Regions from separate parts of the Mus musculus genome. Here region 1 is linked to region 2. The links are chromatin contacts, called in public Hi-C maps. All regions are on one chromosome and are shown on one strand. The core of a region is the stretch at or near the end of the contact, and the rest is flanking DNA. Distances in the headings are between cores, read along the strand shown. Region 1 has its middle 31 kb from the start of Ppp2r3a. Region 2 overlaps Ppp2r3a (protein phosphatase 2, regulatory subunit B'', alpha).

Region 1 (7,285 bases), core at 2,316-4,815, 75 kb before region 2:
CCGATTGTCTTAGGCAAGCCCTATGGAAGGGTTTTGACCCCCGAAGGGGTAGAGACCCACAGGTTGAGAAACACTGATCCACACCATCTTTCAAACCATTATTTTTAATGTCCACTCCTCTGATCCTAATTCATTTGAAAGGGTAGCCTTTTTTTATCTAGGCTCTGACTGGTTATTAGGAAGATTCTGGCTTTGGGTTTGAATTCTAATACATCTCTCTTAATTTTGGCCAAATTGCCTTCTGAATTGCCCTACTGGCAAAATAAGACTACTAATAATTAGTAATAATAATATTCAGAAATCATATATCATTAGCCTGTGCTAGAAGGAGACTTCAAACTCCAGTAACTCTGGCTCACACCTCTACCCCAACACCATATTCCTCAGACCCAGGGCTCTTACAGAATCTTCCAGTTTGCTTCTAATCCCTAATAGTTGCTGTTGGTCATATTTTCCTGCATAGGGTTTTCAGTATGAAAGTGAAACAAGATAAATGTGCAATGCTCTTCATAGCGAGGAAGTTTTGTCAAAGCATAGAAGCATTGGAAGAAACAAAAAGAGATTGCTATATAAATATCTGCTCTAATAGTACTCATATTCTAGCTGTCTTCATTTCTTCTTGGAGATAAGGTTTGCTACCGCACCCCTCCTTAAACTCACATTAACTTTAACAAGGATCATATTAAATTTTAGTGGTAAGGTGATTCAGACTGACACTGGTAGCTTTATTGGAAAAATGAGCTTTTTTCCAAAAGATCCAGAAATTTTCCGCTTACTTGGCACTGCCCAAAATTGTCAAATGGCTATCCTTCATTGCCATACATCTGCAGGATGATGGTTAACTTCCAGCATCGAAACCGGAAGTGGATAACAGATGTTGCTAGCCCTCCTGTAGGACTTGCTACAAAGTCTCCATTGGTGAGCATCTTTGTAAGACTGATTCACCAGGGCTACTGTGGGGTCCAGACAACAAAGAGTTTCATTGCCGAGACTGCTGCCTGCCCTGAATTGCAGGTAGCCAAGCAGCTTTGACATCTATGGGCTCAAAACAACCACTAGGAAGAATGTGGTAGTTAATGTTAATTGTCAATTTAGCAAAACAGAATGGGCAGGGAGACGGTCCGTAGGTATGTCTGTGGAGGGTTATCTTAATTGGTTCTCTGAGATGGGAAGATCTGCCTACTATATTGTTTCAGGCTGCAATTCTAGACTGCATCAGAAAGGGAACATGAACCGTATGCATAATTCACACTCTCTGCTTCCTGATTATGGAGGTCATGTGACCAGCTGCTTCAAGCTGCACTTCCCCACCATGATGGACTGTACCATCTTGAACCATGAACCAGAAGAAATGCCTTCTCCCTTAATTCACTTTTGTCAGGGTAATTCATCAGAGCAAGAGAGTCAACTAAGACAGAGAGGGCCTGTGCCTTGGAGTCACAGGAGATCTACTATGGCCATGGTCTTGTGGAGGGCTTCTCTCCAGTGCGCATACTTTTTATATATCTTTGTCCAGATGCTGTTGGTTGCCTCTTCAACTGTCGGGTCCTTTTCTTCCTAGCTAACAAGCAGCGTAGTTTTATTCTGATCCCCAGAACCCATGGATGCATCATGTTTGGACAAAGCTATTGCAGAAGTTCTCTGGACCAGTGATTAGTCTACAAGTGGGCATCATGATCCAGTTTTGGTGAGTAGGATGCACAAGGAGGAGGAGGAGAGGATGTGCGTCAAGGAAAAACCAAAACAGCTTTGCTGGATAAAGGCAGCCTTGTGAGAAGAAAGGGCTTTTGTTCCTGACCCACTTCCCTACCTTGAACACTGTTAGGTGTGGATGCTGGGCTTGGAGTTATGGTTCTTTGGACTTGAACCAAGGTGATAACCTCAGGGCAAAAGGCAATTTTCCCAGGTGGTTGGTGCCTCTGATGCCACGGCAGAGTGGAAACAGAAGGAGCTTAAGTCCTTGGTGATTATGTTCAGTGAGTCAACCTGTCACACCTGTCACTGCCTACCTCTGGACTACGGCAGTGAGATGATCCATTGTCCCTATTATTTAAGTACTATGGGTGCAGTTGTCCAATACCCGCTACAGAAAGCATTTCTAACTGCTAGTCCATGGAAATCAGGTCAGAGGTCGGGGAGGGGAGTGGCCCACACACATAATTCTAGTGACAAAAAAAAAAAGTGAGTGAGAAAAGGGGAGGATCCAGAGTTCAAGAGAAGCCTTGGCTACAGAATGAGTTTGAAGACAGCAAGGACTACATGTGACACTGTTTCAAAGGTGAAGAAGGAAGGGTTGATGGAAGAGAAAAGAAAGAGGAAAAAGATGGGGAGGTAACTCGGTTGTTTAAAAACGCTTGTCTTATAAACAGGAGCACCTGGATTTTGATTCCCAGAACCCAGGAAAAATGTGGAGCGTGGCAGCACATTCCTGTAAACCCAGTGTTATCAAGATGGAAACATAAGGAGCCCTGAGGCTTGATGGCCAGCTACTCTTACCTGACTGCTGTGCTCCCATATGTAACAGACTCTGTGACAAAGGAGGTGGACGTCTGAAGTCCGCTGGCCTTCACACACATGCACACTCACATACATGTAGACTCACACAAACATATACATATACTTTTTAAATATCATAGCAGAGCAATGTTAGCTGACACATTCTTGAATAAAAACCTAGAAAGCATATGTCAATAAAGCAAATAAACTAGCAAAGCATATGTATTAATAAGAATGTGTAACAGAGCATATGTATTAATAAGAATGTGACCCCTTCCAGGCACAGAGACCTGGAGACAAAGTTCTCACAAAGTAATTTGAGAAATAACATCTTTACACAACATATTCTTCCTTGATGTATTTCTCTGCTATTTAAATCTTTTCTGTCCCTAGATTATTATTTTTAAAGACTTATTTATGTTAGATATGTGAGGATTTTTTTCCCTGAATATATGTGCACGCCTGGTGCCTGTGGAGGCCAGGGGAGGCGATAGGTCCTCTGGAACTGGGTCTACAGGTAGTTGTGAGCCAAAGTGTGGTGCTGGAAGCAAACCTAGATCTTCTTCAAGAACAGCAAGTGCTCTTGACCTCTGTGCCATCTCTCCAGCCCCATCTACTATTTATACAACACTATAAGCTCTATTTAGTTCTTATTAGATTGTTCAGTATTTTATGCTTGGGGCTATTGTCTCTTTCAAGATAACAGGGTTCCCCATGGCTCCGTCTTCTTTCATTACACAATATCCTTTTAAAAAATTTAAAAATAAATGAATAAATAAAAATCTCAACCCCCCACCTCGCCCCAACTCCAATTTCAAACTGCCCCTTCTTCACCCTGGGCAAACAGCAAGCACACTTAACCTCACGGGTTCCCGGGCCTTTGCTTGGACTGGTTTTTGGAGGTCATCCAACCTCAATGAACAAAAAAAGGTAACATTTGGAATCTAGCAAGCTTGAGGTTAAAACATGTCATGTCAGCGATCGCTAAACAGCAGTACCTCAGATTAGGTCAGGAATTTGTGAAATGTTTGTGCCAAGTGAAATGTCAAAGCACAAAGTGTGTGAAAGGGGGAAAAAAAAGGCTCTGTGTCAGTCAAAATGTCACTCTGTCCTGCAGCGAGTAATTTATTCCTCTCTTGTCTTTATCGTGCTTCTTGTTTCACATGTACTAATGTTGCCTCTAAATAATTGAAATTAATAGTGGCATTATCGGTGGCTTAGGGTAAAAAAAAACTAAAGAGCTAATTTAAAATCACTCAGTCAATTTGAATTCATTTTGAAAATGGAAATTGTTAACCCAGCCTTAAAAATAAGCCATTACCTGATTGTCCAAAGCATTTCTGGCACGGCAATTATTTGTTCTGTTAAATTTTTGTAATACAGCAAAAGGTAGAGAACAACGGGTACATTTTTCAAATGCTATACCCAAGAACACTAGAAACATGAAGGGAAGGTTAAACAGAGTCTGGATGGACCCAGGTAGCCCCCAATAAATGACATTCCAATGGCTTGTTGAGTTAATGATGAAGCAAAACTCTATAATGTCCATCCCCATTTCCTCACTGGTTTTAATTGCTACGCTGGCAGGGCTCTCCAGAACATGGCTCCTCTCCACGCCATTTGCTTTCTCTGAAAGCAGATTTTGTTGCATGTGCATGGCGAAAAGTAGGGAACAGGTCATGTGCTTGACACTAGGGCTAACTGGTTAATAAACTAAAAGGTTTCTTTGTAAACATTAGGGCAAGGGCCAGGATGAGGCTAGCGGGATCTCAGAGCACAACATTTAAGGAAGTACTTCTTCTTGGGGCTGCCCCAGCAGATGAATAGATCCTAAAAATTGGTGCTTCCTTAAATGTTACATACCCAACATCTCACTAGTTCCATCCTGTTCCTGGCCAGTCATTATTGATACCAGTAGAATTGGAAAGAGAGACTTGGAAAGTAAGAACACCTCTAGGAGGGGTGAAGAAGGGGCCAGCCTTGGAGCGACAGCGACACAAGATGGCAGCCACCATAGGTTCGGGAGTAAAAGTTCCTCAAAATTTCTGACTGTTGGAAGAGCTGGAAGAAGGCCAGAAAGGAGTAGGTGACGGCACAGTTAGCTGGGGTCTGGAGGATGACGATGAGGACATGACACAAGATGGACAGGCATGATAATTGGGCCTCCACGAACAATAATAGAATGTGGGCGAAGTACCCAGAAGCACCCCCGTCTGTAAGATTGGTAACAAGAGTCAGTATGAGTGGCATGAGCAGTTCAAATGGAGTGGTGGATCCAAGAGCCACGGCAGGACTGGCAAAATGGCAGAATTCCCACAGCATCAAAGGCATCCCGAAGGAACTGCGGCGCCTGATGTCAAAAGACAACATGAAGCTGCCACTGCCGCCAGGACAGTGTTACAGCAATTAGTCACCAAGGACCCGGCTTTCCCTCCCCATCCAATCCAAGTCTTCATTTTCCACTGTAGTGAATTTTCTAGATACATCTGTAGAGCTCAGAGTACTGGAGCAGAAGCCCCATTCAGGCTTCATCCTGAGGCACTGCTCTGATACTAACTTCTTGTCCATTTGAGGTACCTTAGTTGTGCTGTGTAACATCATCTGTCTAGTGTAACCGCTGTCTGCCTGGTTGAAATTCTGGGAACAGACCCGTCACACAATCTCCTGCTGCTGGCACTTGGCCTGGGTCTGCCTTTGCCTGCTCCACCGTCTGCCACACATGTGCGGTGGCCCTTAGAATAGATGGGAAGGCTCCGGGTAGCAGCTGTGGGACTGACTACTGCTGGGCTTAGGGCGCTTTGGCTGCACCCCTGCTTTCTTAAGTCTTAAGTGATGCCCCATCCAAGCCATGATCCCCACTCCTCCACTCCCACCCTTGGCCCAAGCTTAGATTGTAACCCACCCTTCCTTTGAAATTGGCCATGGGTGTGGAAGTCAAGGCCTCCCGTCTCCCCACCTTTATCAAAGGGTGCTGCTTTCCCTCCTCAACTCCCTTGTAGCCCATCACCATCCAACACTTGCTGTGGCCAGAAGCCATCAGATGAGGTTGGAATTGCCTGGCCTCCCTCACTTAGCTCCGGACCACATTCACCTGCCACCAGCCTGGGAAGGGAGCACCGGGCCCTCAGCCCTGCTGCCACCGTCAGCTCTTGAGCTTTGCACTCATGTCTAGAGGTAACCAGAGCAGTCATAGGGCGACTCAGACCAGCCAGCGCTCAGGGTCCTTGGTGGAAAGATGCCTAGAAAACGGCCATGTGGAAAGTCCTCAGTGCACACGGTACTGAGTTGGTTCCTTTTCCCATCATTGCTTTGCTTTTACTCACTGAAGAAATTTAAACAGGGCTCTGGGTCACCCTGGCCACCCATCGGGTCTGATGTGGAGCCTGACAGCTGGAACACGAGGTCCTGACCCTGCAGACTCAGGTTTCAGTGTTGCTCTTCAGACCCTCTGCAGGGACCGGGAGGAGCTCTGTGTTGCCACGTTTGCAGATCATTTGTAGATCAGTGGACCTGGCCTCCTGGCTCATTGCCATGCTCCCCACACCGTTAGGGACCACGAAAGGTTAAAATGTGGATGCATACCGAAATAAAGGCAATTCGTTGTATTTAAAACACACACACACACACACCTCTAGGAATTTGCCCCTAAACTGGGTTCCTAGCCAATTATACTGATACCAATATTAGAAGTTTTATAATAAAAACATCTCTCCTTTGCTAATATAAAGAACCTTCTCACTCTTTTAGGTTCAAATTGGGGCTGAAAAACGTGAAAGAACCACGTGAAACTGCTCAGTTCTGGTTTGCACTTCGGCTTTTCATTTGAAGACTCATTTCATCAATAGAAAGACATTCGCACTGAAGAAAACTGAACAAGAGAATCACAAATAATACAGAATCCAAACTTACTTTTAAAAAAATTATACTTTCTAGTAGTGATCAGTCTTAAGACTCCTTCTCACAGTCAGAGTACATAGGACAGAGTGTAAACTGGAAAACTCCCTTCTGTGTGTCCATTACTCAGCAAATATAAACTGTGCATCTACCATGAGTTCAGCAAATCCTGTGGGATCCTTCAAGAGAACTCTAGGATTAGGGATACAGCTTGATGTGTAAACTGCTTATAGCACAAGCATGCACAAGCCAGGTACCACGTAAGAGTCGTGGAGCAGTGAGTATCTGTAATCCTAGCACTGGGGAGACAAAAACAAAAGGTAGATGCTGGACAGCCAGCATAGACAGCAGTGAACTCCAGATTCGGGGAGAGATTCTGCAACAAAAAAATATAACGTGGAGAACAGGCAAGAGGGCTCTGTAGGTAAAAGTGCTTACTGGCAAGCCTGACAACCTGAGTTCCATCCCTGGGACCCACCAGGTAGGAAGGAGAGAACCAGATCTTTTTGAAGTTGTCCTGTGATCTCCACATACTTGCATGCATGCTTGTGTGTGTATGCATGTGCACACACACACTAAATAGTAGTAGTAGTAGTAGTAGTAGTAGTAGTAGTAGTAGTAGTAGTAGTAAATTCAATTTTAGAAGTATTTTTAATAAAAGAATGATAGAGAAAAACACCCATCATTGGCCTCTGGTTGATGATATGTGGCATGCATGTGCACATGAAAACACAGAGAAGAGAAGAAGCGTGTGCACACACACACACACACACACACACACACACGTCACATCAAACAAAAGAAAGGATTCTAAAGTCAGTGCTTTGCATCAAATGCACAGTGACCATCCAGCACAGGCACCACTTTCTCACACCTGGAGAAATGAAATTTGTCT
Region 2 (6,950 bases), core at 3,587-6,086:
GCACTGGAACCTGCCATACCTTCACACATGGAATAGACTGCATTGTGGTGCATCATAGTGTCTGTGCAGATCTCGTGCATATCCCTGTGTCTCAGTTCAAAGATGTGGATCTGAACTCGGTGTTTTTGTCTCATGAAAATGGGCTTTCCTCGGCTGAAGATTATCCCCATCAAGCCCTCACAGGCCTGCCCAGGGGCAAGAAAGCATCTACATTTCAGAATACCTGTAACTTAAAGGACATTGCAGGAGAAGCAATTAGCTTTGCCAGTGGGAAAATAAAAGAATTTTCCCTTGAAAAACTCAGAAATTCAAACCATGCAGCTTACAGAAAAGGAAGAAAAGTTAAATCTGACTCATTTAATAGGAGGTCAGTTGATTTTGACTTACTCTGTGGCCATTATAATAATGATGGAACCTCTCCACCCTTTGGTTTACTCCGGAGTTCCTCAGTTGAGGAAAAATCTTTATCTCACAGAAATTCATTAGATACAAACCTGACTTCCATGCTTTTTCAGAACTTGTCTGAAGAAGATCTAGTTACACAGATTTTAGAAAAACATAAAATAGATCATTTTTCTTCTGGGACAGACATAAAAATGTGCTTGGACATCTTACTGAAATGCTCTGAAGATTTGAAAAAATGCACAGACATCATAAAACAATGCATAAAGAAAAAGTCGGGAGGTAGTATCAGTGAGGGAAGTGGCAATGAGGTGATTTCTAACTCCGAAACTGTCTATATGAATGTAATGACCAGGTTAGCTTACTACCTGAGAAAGTTACCATTTGAATTTATGCAGTCTGGGAATAACGAGACCGTAGATTTGACAGAACTTATCAATAATATACCTAACTTACAGCTGACTCCATTCTCCCCATTATATGGGACTGAACAGCCCCCTAAATATGAAGATATTGTCCACCTCTCAGCCCTCGACTCCGGACAGTTTCAGACTGTTGAATTGCAAGATGACAAGCATAATTTTAAACAAACAGACATTGTAAAAACCACTCCAAACAACACAGATTCCTTGTGTAGCTTGGAGGTAAACGATCCTGGAACTCTAAAACCTGTGCAGCTTCAGTCACCGTTATTAACCATAAACCATTTAGAGAATGTTTCTTCTGGTAACTTAATGGAAACTCTTTATATTGAAGAGGAGTCAGACGGGAAGAAGTCATTATTAGATAAAGAACAAAAAGCAGAGAATGGACAAGGTCAGGAACCATTACAGGTAAATGAACATAAAGAATTTTCAGACCATGATACTTATCTTAAAAAATGTCCTGTCTCAATGCAAAATGAAATTGGTAAGATATTTGAAAAGCCAATAATGGTTCATCCATCTAAGGAAGATTCTAAATTAGAAGTTCCTACCACAGATCTCAGAGACCAGAGGCACTTTGTGAATCCTAACAGTCAGGAAGAGATAGACAAATTATTAATGGATTTGGAATCATTCTCACAGAAGATGGAGACCTCTCTAGGAGAACCACTTGCCAAGGGTAAAAGCATCAATTCTCTCAATAGTCATAGTCATTTGACTGCTCAGAGCCACAAAGACCTTGAGCCTAAACCTATAGCCTCTTCAGCTATGGAAAAAGTTTCACCTTCTTGTCTAACAAGGATTATTGAAAACAATGGACACAAAATGGAGGAGGAAGACCGAGCCCTCTTACTTCGAATTATGGAAAGCATTGAAGACTTTGCTCAAGAGCTAGTTGAATGCAAGTCAGGCAGAGGGAGCCTATCACAAGAAAAGGAAATGATGCAAATTCTACAGGAAACCTTGACAACTTCCTCCCAGCCCACTCCATCAGTCTGTAGGAGCCCTGTTGGTGAGAAACCCAAAGATAGTACTTCAGTTGTTTTGATTCAGCAGACGCCAGAAGTGATCAAGGTAAGATCCAAAAATCACGAGTTCTGAGAAGTTTCCAAATACAATTTATTGTATGTAAAATATATAAACAGAAACTCCTTTTGTTAGCCACTGTAAATTCTGTGCTAAGAGTGATCTCAGTAAAGTCAAAAAGAAGCAAAGGATTTGAAGCAGACAGATTGTTTTTATCTGCCCTATTCATGCACTCTCTCTTCCTTCTAAGTCCTGTGGCTAAAAGAAAGTTACTTAGCCTTAGAATCTATTGCTATACTCACATAAGACATGAGCAGTGAAGCCTGACACTTACACAGAGTAGATCATTTAATATTAATCCTTCCCAGGTAACCAGAAAAGCAGTCCACCACATATGTATACCTTCTGTAAGATGCAGGATAGGGTACAAGAGAGCCTGATTCTTTCTTTAAAAAAAAAAAAAAAAGATTTATTGTGTGTAAGTACACTGTAGCTATCTTCAGACACACCAGAAGAGGGTGTCAGATCACATTACAGGTGGTTATGAGCCACCATGTGGTTGCTGGCTTTTGAACTCAGGATCTCTGGAAGAGCAGTCAGTGTTCTTAACCACTGAGCCATCTCTGCAGCCCAAGAGCCTGAATCTTAAAGAGCTGAAATCTAACTGATGAGACGCAATGATCCTGAACAATCTGTTCAAACACTTTCTAAAGTACCATCAGTGCAGCAAGCCTTCAACGCAGGACTGTGTGCGATTTCTCTATGCACACAAGGACTTAACAATCTAGAATCAGAGAAGTGTTTTCTGGAGGTTTTAATTTTTCACTACTTACTTTACTGATTGTGACTACTTGGAGAAAGGCAATTATTTGCCCATTTGTGTAGAGGTGTTTGTCGAAGAGCATGTTTATTCTTTCTCAGAAGGGACTCTTTGCCATCCCATTTAAGAACTCAGTTTGATGAAGCCTCCATGTCCTTAATGTTGTCCTATTGCACAAACTGGGAAAAAAATATATATATACACACACATATATACATATATATATACACAGAGAGAGAGAGAGAGAGAGAGAGAGAGAGAGCCTGTGAGTTCACCAAGAAGAAAAAAGAATGGTGTTTTTAACAGTCTGTCCCAAATATGACAGACTTCACTATGACTCACATTCTACTGTCCCTGACTGAAAATTTGTGACAGGTCTAGAAGCGCATCAATAATTTGCTAACCCCAATATCTACCATGTAGAGTTTATAAATGTAGACATGTATTAGTTCACAGATAGAAAGCCAAAGCAATAAAGGCAAGTTATAAAATAGATGAATTATTTTGAAATGCACACATTTGTACTAAAAATATGACAAAGTGCCAGATACAGCAAATACAATGTTCAGCAAAATAGCCTGCGAGAAGAGAAAAAGGTGTGACCAGGAAAGATGGGCAGAGGGCCTCAGTAGTTCCCATATGTCATTTTTCTGCTCTGGATGGTAGATATCTAGTAAGTAGTTTCTCAGGTTATTTATGTCATTTGTATATTCCTCGACATTATTTAATTTTTAGAAGTTGAATTTTAGAGATAAGACTTTATGACCAAATTAAAAAATAAACTTAGTGTCGGGCATAGTGGCTCATGCCTATAATCCCAGCACTCAGGAGGCAGAATCAGGCAGATCTCTGTGAGTTCAAATCTAGCCTTATCTACATGAGTTCCAGGACAGCCAGAGATACATAGGAAGACCCTGTACTGAAAATAAACAAACAAACAAATACCTAAATATTATTCTAGCCTTGTTATAATTTTGTTTGAGGGCCAGCAAGATGGCTCAGAGAGTCAAGGCACTTTCCATGCAGGCTTAGTTCAGTCCCTGGGCCCATGTAATGATAAAAGGAGAGAACTCACTCAACAAGTTGTCCTTTGACATCTGCACATGAGTGCTCACACAGACATATCATACATACACATAGACAATAATAATACATAATTTTAAAGGATTTTTAATTTGTTGTTTGGTTTTTGAGGCAAGGTTTCATTATATAGCTTTGACTGGCCTCAAACTCATAGATTCTGCCTGCCTCTGCCCTGTGAGTTCTGGGGCTACAGACTGTGCCACAACACCCAGCAAGATTTAAATTTTAAATGTACTTGTTATAGGTATGTGAGTACAGGGCCTGCAGAAGACAGAAAAGGCTACTGGCTCCCTTGGAGTTTGAGTTGCTTGCAGTTGTAAGCTGCCCAGTAGGAATGCTGAGCACTAAACCTGGACCCTCTGGAAAAGTATATGCATTCTTAGTTACTGAGCTGTCTATCCAGCCCGATATATAATTTTTGAAACTTCATTTGTCCTGGGCATTGTGTACAGCTCTGTAATCTCAGAATTAGGAATGTGAAAGCAAGAGAACCATGAGTTCAAGGCTATTGTGGACTTCAACTATGAGTTGAAGACTGACCTGAACTCCCTAGAAAGACCCTGTCTCAAGAAGACAAGAGCTAGGGGTCTAGCTCAGTGACAGAGCACTTGCCTATCATGTAATACCATATGGGTGTGGGGACTGAGGGAGATTATTTGACAGAACAAAAAAGGTGAATTGTGATCAGGTGAATAATTTCTACCTGGTTCACATTTATGGCCACTGTTCTGTGTGCACATTTTTAGTTACCAGAAACATTAAAACTTAGAGCAATATAGTACATACTTCGTTATTAAATGATGATTTTGCTCAGATGTTCATTGAACATTTATGGAAACTCTGTGGAACTCATTTATTGATTCACAAATGTTGATAATGTTACATTTTAGAGAAAAGGCCCAACTCTTGAGAGTCCCAGCAGACCTGACCTATCCACTGTTCCCAAATTCAGTCCAAGAGATGGCAGTACTGAAGGCAGGAAAACAGTTTTATAAAAATCACTGTGCCCACACCAGGAGAACGAGAAAGCTGACAGAGCTTTGAAAGGTCTAGAAAGGGAACAAAGGCAAAGGTTAAAGGTTTGCATACTTAGCAAAGCAAGCAGTCTTGGGTAAACCATGGCTGGGTTGATCATTATCAAAAAGCTATGCTTTTTGGTCACAGTGAACATTGCAGTTGCCTGTGGGGGTAGTTCCACTTCTTGTGGGATTCTTATATATTAGGTCATTTCTTCTGAAACACAGTGTTACTGCAGGAAAGAATGACAAGTCAGAAAAAGCAAGATGGAATTAGTTCCTTTGGGTTTAGAGCAAAGACTAGAGACATCAGATGCTACTTCAGTAGTCTAGACTTAGTTACTCTCATTTGGTGTATTGGGGTGGGATAGGATTAGCAGCTTCAGACAGATAGTCTTTACATGATTTACATATCTATTGCAGAGTTAAGCAAGAATCTGACCCAAATATTAGGGTAGCAAAGGAAATAGTTGCAAAATAACACCAAGTTTTTAATCTTTCTTTGTGTCACGCACATCCAAGTGAAGAGTCAATGATTTTAGCAAGCACAGCCTCTAAGTCCCTATTATAATATCCTTAGTTCAGTAGGGTTGTCACTAGAAGAGAAGCTAAATAAATTAATTACAAAATACAAAAGAAAGTTTTTCATATTCAAGATAATACTGATGGGCTTACCATGCTATAAAGGACTAAAAATACCTGTGTAGTAGCTTCAGAATGCTAATCATTTCTTAAGCGCTACAGTTATTATAGGCTAAGGCATTTGCATATATTTTCTCAATAATCTGTGTATTAAATGGAAAATGTTCTCCTCTGATGACCTATTATAATTTTCACAGCCATTATAACCAGAAACTCTTATTGTGGTACCACATATTAAATGTTTATTAAGTTTCTTCCCACATTACCTCCTGTGGGGGTGGGGGGAAGACAGGGAGTGGGCCTCTGGTAATACTCCGAGTCTTGGCACGAGCTGCAGCTCAGTCTGACTCGGCAGCCAGGCACTAAAGCGTCCTAGGTTTGTTTGGTTTGTTTTTTTCCTTTTTACAAATGTGGACTAGAATCAGAATGCGATTTAAAATAATCATCTTTCAACATTCTTTTAAATAAGCTTCAGTATCAAAAAATAGAATAAAATTTAATAAATTTCTGCTTGATGGCCTTGTACAAGAAGCCATATTTCCTTGCTTTAGAGGCTTGTCCTTTATCCTTGAATCTTTTCTTCCCGTGAATTGGTTTAAGACAGGAATTGACTTTTTCTATGAAAAGCCAGACAGTAAATATTTTAGGCTTAGTATGTAATGAGATTAGTGTTATCGTATGTGTGTGTGTGTGTGTGTGTGTGTGTTCATGCATACATGCATGTGCTTAAAGAGTCTTTTAAAAATATTAAACTAGGGTCTGGGGAGATGGTTCAGTTGGTAAGACTGCCCTGTGTAAGCATGAGCCCCTCAGCTTGAATCTCCAGCACCTATAGAAAGAGCTTGGCGTGGCAGTGCATATCTGTAACCACAGTGCTGTGGGGCAGAGGCCAGCAGATCCTGGGAGCTGGCTCACTAGCCCACCAGCCTAGCCAAAATGGTCAGCTTAACGTCTGAGAGACCCTGTGTCAAGAAAATAAAAGAGAGAATGACAAAGTAAGACACTTGTCATCGTCCTTTGCCTCCACATGTGCTCATGTGGAAACATGCACCTGCGTTCATGTGTACACATATTCATATGCCACAAATACCAAACACACAAAATGTTAGACTGATCTTGGAGCTAAAGCTTAGAGAAACAGGCATTGAGCTAGATGTAGGCCATGAAATATAATTTGTTAGCTTGTTTTATGCAAATAGAACAGTATGGTATATTATATAAAAAGCACACCACTTAGTTTTGTCGGGTCTCAGTATTTTACAGTATTTGTTTCATATTTTTGTATTACTGTTTCGGTTTAGTTATTCATTGTTATTGTTTCTTAGATTAGACGTGGTCTGTTTGGAACCCCTTCTGTTGCTTGGGCAGCCTGACCTTGCAGTCCTCTTCCACCAGCTTCCCAGGCAGTTATAGCTGCAGGTCTGTAACCTAGCTTGGCTGCTGTAGTGTTTTCATTAGCATCTTGATCTTTCAAAATTATCTTAGATACAGTGACACCCATAGGATAGCCCTCCTCACTAGTTTCTCCTTTTTTCT

Evidence for each region. Hi-C and Micro-C count contacts between places; a contact is called where the count stands out from the background.
Region 1: a contact with region 2 is called in a Hi-C map of liver, with 1.7 times the contacts expected there. The contact joins two enhancer-like sites. A contact is called at or near these places in 1 of 39 promoter capture datasets (pre-B cells), 1 of 15 datasets of contacts at CTCF or cohesin (the NIH/3T3 cell line), 4 of 484 Hi-C or Micro-C datasets (bone marrow-derived dendritic cells, cerebellar granule neurons, liver and 1 more) and 3 of 9 other capture datasets (adipose tissue, liver and pancreatic islet).

What each region holds. Positions count from the first base shown.
Region 1 is chr9:101,278,986-101,286,270 of GRCm38.p6, reverse strand. It overlaps the pseudogene Gm3121. Among named protein-coding and RNA genes, the nearest start is that of Ppp2r3a, 31 kb to the right of the region's middle. Within about 2 kb of position 3,565, at least 6 of the 459 cell types and tissues checked have an H3K27ac peak or open chromatin away from gene starts, as enhancers often do. A contact at or near this core is called in liver, where this site is marked.
Region 2 is chr9:101,206,082-101,213,031 of GRCm38.p6, reverse strand. It overlaps Ppp2r3a (protein phosphatase 2, regulatory subunit B'', alpha), which reads left to right. Exons shown (of 14, transcript NM_001161362.3): 2 at 1-1,901. Among named protein-coding and RNA genes, the nearest start is that of Gm24338, 13 kb to the left of the region's middle. Within about 2 kb of position 4,836, at least 8 of the 459 cell types and tissues checked have an H3K27ac peak or open chromatin away from gene starts, as enhancers often do. A contact at or near this core is called in liver, where this site is marked.